Linked DNA regions of Mus musculus: all the other regions are linked to region 3. The links are chromatin contacts, called in public HiCAR-type and promoter capture Hi-C maps. All regions are on one chromosome and are shown on one strand. The core of a region is the stretch at or near the end of the contact, and the rest is flanking DNA. Distances in the headings are between cores, read along the strand shown.

What was found. Promoter capture Hi-C pulls out the DNA fragments that hold promoters and counts their contacts. HiCAR-type assays count read pairs that join an accessible place to other places.
Region 1: a contact with region 3 is called in a promoter capture Hi-C map of pre-B cells, with 2.5 times the contacts expected there. The contact joins the promoter of Hexa here to the promoter of Snx33 in region 3.
Region 2: a HiCAR-type map of astrocytes shows a contact between it and region 3, with 4 times the contacts expected there. The contact joins the promoter of Cib2 here to the promoter of Snx33 in region 3. A contact is called at or near these places in 1 of 39 promoter capture datasets (hippocampal neurons) and 1 of 115 datasets of contacts at active chromatin or transcription factors (astrocytes).

Annotation. Positions count from the first base shown.
Region 1 is chr9:59,538,091-59,540,790 of GRCm38.p6, reverse strand. It overlaps Hexa (hexosaminidase A), which reads right to left and starts at 1,251. Exons shown (of 14, transcript NM_010421.5): 1 at 815-1,251. The coding sequence starts at 1,067. It also overlaps a transcript of Tmem202 not described here.
Region 2 is chr9:54,558,748-54,561,447 of GRCm38.p6, reverse strand. It overlaps Cib2 (calcium and integrin binding family member 2), which reads left to right and starts at 1,258. Exons shown (of 6, transcript NM_019686.6): 1 at 1,258-1,480. The coding sequence starts at 1,430.
Region 3 is chr9:56,926,998-56,929,697 of GRCm38.p6, reverse strand. It overlaps Snx33 (sorting nexin 33), which reads left to right and starts at 1,327. Exons shown (of 2, transcript NM_175483.5): 1 at 1,327-2,700.

The sequences.
Region 1 (2,700 bases), core at 2-2,501, 2.6 Mb before region 3:
GATGGTTAATCCTTCCCAGCCCAGCTGCCTGACCTTAGCTGTGTCTCTCCTCTATTTCAAGATGCATTTTCCATTTCCAACTCTGTGACAGAAGGGGTCTGGGTTGAGACTATAAGATCCCTGCTCCTCCAGCTTCCTCCAAACCAGAGTCTACGCCAAATCCGAAAACCTGCAGCTCATCTTCTCTTTTGAGGATCTTTGGAAACAGTAAGGATGATGGAGATGCCTTGCGGGATGACAGGGTCTTCACTTTCAACAGATGATTTGGAATCGTCTGCCTATGTCTCCGGAAGCTCTCTGCCTTGTGTTCTGATTCCTCTCACACTTTTACTAACCAAGTTATGTGCCAGACACATGCTGGGCTCAGTTCTGCAGCCCTGGTCACTGCCTCACAGGGACCCTATGCCACTTGAGCATGTTCTATAAAGGATCATTTTAAATGTCTATTGCCAACATATTGTCAATATTCTAACAGCCTGATTGAACTGTGGCCCTACAGTAGGCATTTCTTAAGAAAGAAAGAAAGAAAGAAAGAAAGAAAGAAAGAAAGAAAGAAAACCTAAATGCAGTTCTCAAAAGGAGGATTAGGGATAAACTGAGACCCCAAGAAGTCACATCAATGAAGGGGTGCTCGGGATAGGGGCTGGGCTGGGGAGGCCAGCTAGCTGGATAGAGAAAGCAAGGGGAGAAACGCGTGGGAGGTGACTGACTGGGCTGTGCAGAGGCCAACGGGAGGGTGTCTGGGAGCCGGGCCGGGGCTGACCCACGCACGGAAGGCGGCTCCTTCGGAGGGAAGAACCGGGCAGTGACTCACTTGAGAAGCTGGGTCGGGGCCAAGAGCCGGAACCGAAGAGCAGGTTACGGTAGCGTCGAAAGGCCTCGTCGAGGACGACGCAGCCCGCCTGCGCGGCCGAACTGACATGGTACCGGAACTGGAAGTTGTTGGGGTACAGGGTGTAGCGCCGGTGGTAGGTTTGGATGTACTGGGGCCACGGCCACAGTGCCGTGGCCAAGCAAGCCAACGCCGCCGCCAGCAGCAGCGAAACCCAGAGCCTGCAGCCGGCCATGGCCCACCGGCCAGCTCCCCTTCCAGCAGGCTGAGCCCACGTGAGCCCCGGTCAGCTGAGCGGCGCCCGCGTGACAATCGGAGGGTCACGTGAACGGGAGGGAAGCAAGGCGGGCTCGATCTCAGAGATCCGTAAGCAAAGGATTCTGCAGCTCCCGACCGGGTGGGCGGTGAAGGATCGATCCCCGCCCTGGCCAAGCCTCTGTAACCCAAACCCAAGGGATGGGCTGGGAGGGACAGGCACCGCCCCAGGGCATGGAGAACTAGCCCGGAGGATACGGGAAGAAGGAAAATGAGAATCCAATTTGCAGTGTCAACTGTGTGAAAGCGCACTTGAGCAGTCTTTAAGTAATCAGCCCCAGGGGTCTCAACATGGAGCAATTGAAAGACGTCCCAAAGTGTTGAAAAATTGTTTGTGGTGATTCCTAGTTGTGATACCAGAATTAGTGAGGGAAAGGCAGGAGGATTCCTGTAAGTCTATGGCCAGTGCGGGCTATCTAGTGAGTGCCAGAACCCGGTGTGTTAGCAAAAGCCTGTAACCCGAGTGTTCAGTAGGTCAAGCCAGAAAGACTGCTGTTGTAAGTGCAGAAGCCATGTTTACTTCTATAACTGAGAAGAATTTATGAAAATTTCTCTTAGCTAGAGGTGAAGCTCAGTGCTAGATAACTTTATTAGCATGATTGAGAACGCAGGTTCAATCTTCAACCCTGAAGTGAGCAGGAGGAACAGTGGAAGAAAAGAGAGAGAACTTCCACTTTGCTCATTAATTGTGCTAGACTTGGTATCCCAGAACATGGCAATTTCCATAACCATAGTCTTAAGGCTTGCAGTGATCTTTTTTTTTTCTTTTTTTTTAAAGATTTATTTATTTATTATATGTAAGTACACTGTAGCTGTCTTCAGACACTCCAGAAGAGGGCGTTACGGATGGTTGTGAGCCACCATGTGGTTGCTGGGATTTGAACTCCGGACCTTCGGAAGAGCAGTCGGGTGCTCTTACCCACTGAGCCATCTCACCAGCCCTTGCAGTCATCTTTTAAAAACAAAGCTTTAGGAGTCTCATGAAGCCCAGGCTGGCTGCTGTACAGCTGAGGATGACCTTGAACTTCAAACTCTCTAGCGTCCATCTCCTGGGTGCTAGGTTTACAGGTAGATTATGCCTAGTACACCTGATACACAGTCATGGGGTCTGAAACCAGGGCTCGTGCATGATAGGAAGACAAATGCTCTACTGTCTGTACTACAACCTAAGCACACCCCCAGCCTCTGGACTCTGTGTTTGGGGCAGCATGTTAAGTGTGTGGAAGTACATGTGTGTATGCTAACATGTGGGCATACGTGTTGCTTGTGTGCGATGTTGTGTGTCCTTCCTCCTTAGTCATGTTGAACTGAACTACCTTCTTGATTCCCGCAGATCACGGCTCTGCCAGCCATGGTGGTTGCAGAGACCCGAGTACCAGAGGATTTCACCAAGTACACTGTGATTATAGAATAGATGATGAACTGGTGACTCAATCCATTCTTGGGGTGATAAGGCTCAGGAAGGCTAGCATCCTGGCTGATACCCTCCAAGGAAGCCTCGTCATCCTGCATGTATGCTGTGAGGATAAGGGCTGTGTGAGGCATCGGTTTGT
Region 2 (2,700 bases), core at 9-2,508, 2.4 Mb after region 3:
TGGTGTGTCTGAAGAGAGCAATGGTGTACTCATTAAAAAAAAAAAAAAAAAAAAAAGAGTAGAACAACACGGCCCCAAAGTGATGTAAGCCAGGCAAAACTGGACAATACTGGTATGTCGCTTTTGTTTGTTTTTTTTTTTGGTGGTGCTAGGGACTGAACCCAGGGCCTCATGAATGTTAGGCTAGCTCTCTGCCACTACACTATTTCTCAGCTAAATTGCTTTTAGTTACTATATTCTGTTTTCTGAGATATAGTCTCATGTACTACAAGTTGGCCTGAATCAGCTAAGGATAACCCTGAACTTCTGATCTTCCTGCCTCTGTCTCGAGGGCTGGGATTACAGGAGACCATACTCATGTAGCTAATCTCAGTTTTGGCAGCCCATGATGGACTTGCCTCCCAGCGGAGCCACCAGGAGCCTTTGACTCAGGTTTCATGCAGCCCAGCTGTCCCAAGAATAGACAGTAAGGACAACTCCATTGCTAGTAGCCTTCCTTGTGGGCCACTGATAGGTCCCAGAGTTGCCAGGACTCCTGAACTTCCGTGTGTCTGGAGGGCTTTTCCTAGCGGTCACCTTGATGGGGCGGCTGAAGATAGCCAATCGTTTAGGAGGGTATTGGTTAACCTCCTCTACCCTGCCTGCATTATTAAATTTCGTGAAGGCCTCACTTAGCAGAGTGGATGTAGGGAGTGATCTAGTTACTTTCCTTAAGGTCTTGAACCAACTGAGTAGTGTAACCTATTGTTACCAGAGCCCATTCCTCTGCTGAGGTAGAGTTTGCTTCGTCTGTTTCCTTTTTTAAAAAGTTATTTTATGATTTGAGTGTTTGACTGCGTGTATGTCGGCTTTTTGAGGATGGACCTGACTTGGGTAATCCCGCAAGCTCAACAACACACCTATTCTCAGTCTAGGATCAGAGGCCGGAGGATTGTGCCTGTTCTACCACACTAATCCATGGGATTTTCAGGCTCACAATCGCCAGGACCGACCCGGGGTGCCAGTCAGTGTGCTGGTTGGAACGGGAGGCGCACTCAGTGTCCAGTAGTCAGGCGGCCCTATGAGGCCACCGCTTGGCCACCTCAGTGTGCTGCAGCAGCATAGACTGAGCAGGCCTCTGTCTCCAGGGAGAAGTCACCTCTCGGGCCCCGCCTCCTTCCACCAGGCTGCGCCTCCGCCCCAATCCGGCCCCCGCCCCCGCCTAGGCCCGCCCCGCCCCCGGCCCCGCCTTTGCCTCCCAGCCCCTGCACCCCTCCCACTGAACTGCGGGACCCAGCGGAGCGGGCCAGGCTAGGCTGGCGACGCTGCCCGCTCCCGGGCTGGCAAGGGCCGCGGGCACCGGGCTCGGGGCTCCAGACGCCGCCGATGGGAAGCAGCACTCGAAAGGGCGAGAGACGACGCCGCGGCCACCCATACCATCGCGGTCACCATGGGGAACAAGCAGACCATCTTCACTGAAGAGCAGCTGGACAACTACCAGGTGAAGCCGGCGCGCCGCGGCCCCTGTAGTCCTCCTTTTTGTCCTTTTCCCAGGCCTCGCAAAAGCGGACTCACAGAGGTTCAAACCCTGCCGCTACCTTCAGCGCGCAGCGTCGCCTTAGGTGGATGACTTCCCCTTGACGAGCCTCAGTTTCCCAGGCCCGGGAATGTTAGAACATTCCAGTTAGAGTATTCTGTCAGATGCGCCTCACCCACCCCGTCTTCTCTTCCTTATTGACCTTCTTTCTGCCCTCCCAAGCTAGACCCCAGTCATTTCTTCCAGCCCACTGGGCATGACCCTCATCCCAGAAAGGGCTTGGTGTAGGGGGAGGACAAGAGGCCCCAAATGCAGGTTACAGGTTGGGGTGTGTTGTTTATATAACTACGTACCCACATCTCTTAACCTATTTTGTGATCCTAGTAGCCCTTTCACCCCGGATTCTTCCAAGTTCAGAGCTAGCTGTCCATATCAATGATCTCACAGCCCCCAGCCATGTGAAAACTTTTCTGTAGGTATGCGAGGGAACCTTATCTCCGGGCTGGCCCAGAGTCTTGCTCAGTTGCTTTAGCTCACCATGTAATGTCTCCGGACTTTCAGGGAACAACAGCTGTGGAGTCTTCTTTTTATCGCCTAATAGGTTAGGAGTGTTATGTCATATGTATTCCTATCTTAGATGTGTGCAACTTTTGTGAATATTCAGTTAGCGTGGAGCGGTTACCTCCAGTGTGACCCAAGTGATAGGATATGTATTGAGAAGAGCTCTAGTGGACAGGGGAGGTCAATAGCTCTTGGTTTGACTAGAAGGTTCAGAAAGAGTGCAGAGCTTGCATGAGGACTTGGGAAGTCAGGATTTTTTTTTCTGCCAGAAAGTTCTGGAAGGAGGCGTTTTAAGTGGAGGTAGATGCAGGCAAAATAGCCCAAACCCAGGAGAGAAGAGTGGTCTGGGGAGAGTGGGGAGCCTGCATCCCCATTAGGACCAGCCCGGCATTGGGTCAGACCCAGTCCAGTGTTGAGTTCTGATCCTTTGCCAGGGCCCAGCTAGACCCTGCCAGGGGAAGGAGAGCCATGAAACACGAGAGCCCCACATCTCCTTTCCTCTGGCTCTCTAGCATGCCCAACCCGGGCCGCATGGGGGCCCCAGGGTTACATTCCCTTTTCCAAGTAACTCTGGGCTTCCTGGAACTTCGCAGTCTGGTGGTCTTCCCTCCCTGAGGCCAGAT
Region 3 (2,700 bases), core at 78-2,577:
GCACTCACTCAGTCTCCCGTGTGTGTCATCACGACCAGCTGTTATCCTTCATAGGGAGTCAAAGTTTATGAGTTTTGGAGTCAGAGGTCTAGGAGTCATGACCCTCAAAACAGCCAAATGTCCCAACCTTCAGCAGCACTACTTTATACCAGTTAATCAGCAATAAGTAAGAACAATAGTAACCTGGAGGTAGGAAGCCCTAGCAAGATTGGGTAAATAAGGCTCTAGGGCTCCAAGAGGAAGAGGAGGTGTGTGTGTGTGCGTGCGTGTGTGTGTGTGTGTGTGTGTGTGTGTGTGTGTGTGTGTGTGTGACAGAGAGAGAAAAACAAAGAGAGACAGACAGAGACAAGACAGAGAGGCAGGGGTTTTCTATGTATCCCTAGCTTTCTGGAACTCATTTTGTAGACCAGGCTGGCCTCAAACTCATGAGATCTGCCTGTCTCTGTTAGTGCTGGGACTGAAGGAATGGGTGACCACGGCTTGGAAGGTTCTTGATATGTGTTCCACTTAGGCTGGGATCAGTGCCTTCCCAAGCATTTTGCACGACACTGGCCACACTAGGCTGGAACATCTTGCTTCTCTGTGAAGATACTTATGACCTTCCAGACGATAATCTTAGTTTCGGTTAATTTGTTGTTTGGAATATAAACTTAATGATGGGACAGACAGTGTGAATTAAAAACCACAGCAGCAATCCAGCTGTTATATTCGCTCCAGAGTTCAGCACAACTCCTGTCTTTAGTACACCTAGTTTTGCCTAATGTGGAGGGTCGAATCCTGGAAGCCTAAAGGCTATTTACCAGACCACTCCTCTCTCCTTGCTATTTGCTGCTGGCCTGGAAGGAAGATCTGGCTCCCGCGAAAGGACAAAGCAACCCAGAACCCGCCTGTGCCTAAACTTGCAACTTGTCACTGAAGAAGTTACATGGTCTTTGGCACCCCACCCCCACACTCTGGGAGCTGCGGAAGGCAGGAGGGCTCCTCTCCCTATCTTGCTTACAGCATCGGTTATCACCTGCGGGATACCAGGGTCACAATTTGCTGCCTACACCATCTGAGAACAACCCGGGAGCTGTGTTAGCCCCTAGACAGATCGAAGTACGCGTGGCGGGAAAGGAGGTTGGGAAAAGGGAGTCCGCAGCTCTGCTCCCCTGCAGCCGAGGCGGTTCTCCTAGCCTTTATAGCTCCCTCCTTGCCACTGCGCTCCGCAAACTTTCGGAGTTTTCCTGCACTTGCGTCACGGAAAAGGCAGATGGATGACCAAGTCCAGGAGGCGAAGCTCGAAGGCGGCTGGCGAGCTCCCCCACGCGGCGATCCAATCCGAGCGAGAAGCGGCTCTGGGCGCCGGCAACTGGGCTGCTGAAAGCTCGCAGCTCCCCGACTCCCGGGTCCATTTCCTGGATCCCGGCCACCGGGACTGAACCGGAGAGAGGGAGGGCGCCCGCCAGAAGGAAAGTGAGCGGAAGGCCGGCGGTGGCACCCTGGCCGCGGGAGGGCGGAGCTGTGCGGTCCCTGACCGGCCAGGACGCACGGAAGTGCGGTAGAGTTTGTTGAATTCCGTAGCCTGCTTTCCCTCCCTCATACCTCCCTCCCTCTCTCTCCACCCCTCACCTCCCCTACTGCTTTAGCCTCCTTCCTCGGAACGCCATCTCCTGGACTCCTCCCCCCTTCTCTTTTCTTTCTTTCTTTTTCTTTTTTCTTTTTCTTTTTAGTTTTTTGAAGGGAGGGTGAATGTTTGTTTTGGACTTGGCTTCCTGCTGGCAGCGCTGAAGGGCTGCGAGTGAGGGGCAAAGAGGCAAGAAGCTGGGGCTCAGCTAGTCCCTCTCGGGTCGGATCCAGAGGGCATCGCGGAGAACGAACCTACGGACGGACTGACAAACACCCGACTACGCCATCTGTTCGACAGAGCTCTATCTACTGACTGCTGTTGAGTGTTCCGGGGCACATCAGGGGCGGGGGGTGGTGATGGTGGAGGTTTCTCCTAGCGTTACTTCTGGACAGGGGTTCTGAGACTCTGATCCGGGTCAGCTTCATACTCTGAAACTGCCGAGGAATTAGGCAAACAAAAGAGGCACTGAGTGAAAGAGGCCAGAAGTTCTTTGCGCTGCTTGTCGCGCCCCCCCTTGTTATCTGGGGGCGGGGGCTGGCCATTTGCAGGGCGGGAAGAGGGCACCAGAGCTAGCGAGACGGGGTCGCACCCCCTGGGTCGAGTAGTTTTCAGCCGGTTGTGCAAGCTTTGGCCCTTGTTTTCCTGGCCTGGCTCTTTTGGAGGCCGGACACATCCACCCTTGGAATTGGTTCAGGACTCTGCTGTTATTCTCTTTGCCCCTCTTGAATTTTCTGGATTCTTGAAGACGCGGTGGCCCGGGAGGAGAGAGGAAGGAGGAAGGAGCAGATCTCCAGAAGAATGTGAGAGCCTCCCAAAGCCGGAGCCAGTAAGAACGGAGAGCCAGAGGAGGCAGAACCTTGCCTGCGTTCCTGGGACCGTGGTCTGAGGGTAAATCTCTTCTGTTGTACAACACTGTTTTAGTGGAAAGTGTGTGTCTCGTTCTGGTTCTAGCAGAGCTGCTTTCTTCAAGTCATTTGACTTTTCTGCTTGGTGTGTGAGGAGGGAGAGACCCGCTCCTTTCCAGGGGCTGCCAAGGGAGAGGAGAAAGACTGTGGCCATGACCAACCCCTCCCTGCTTACAGGCAGATACC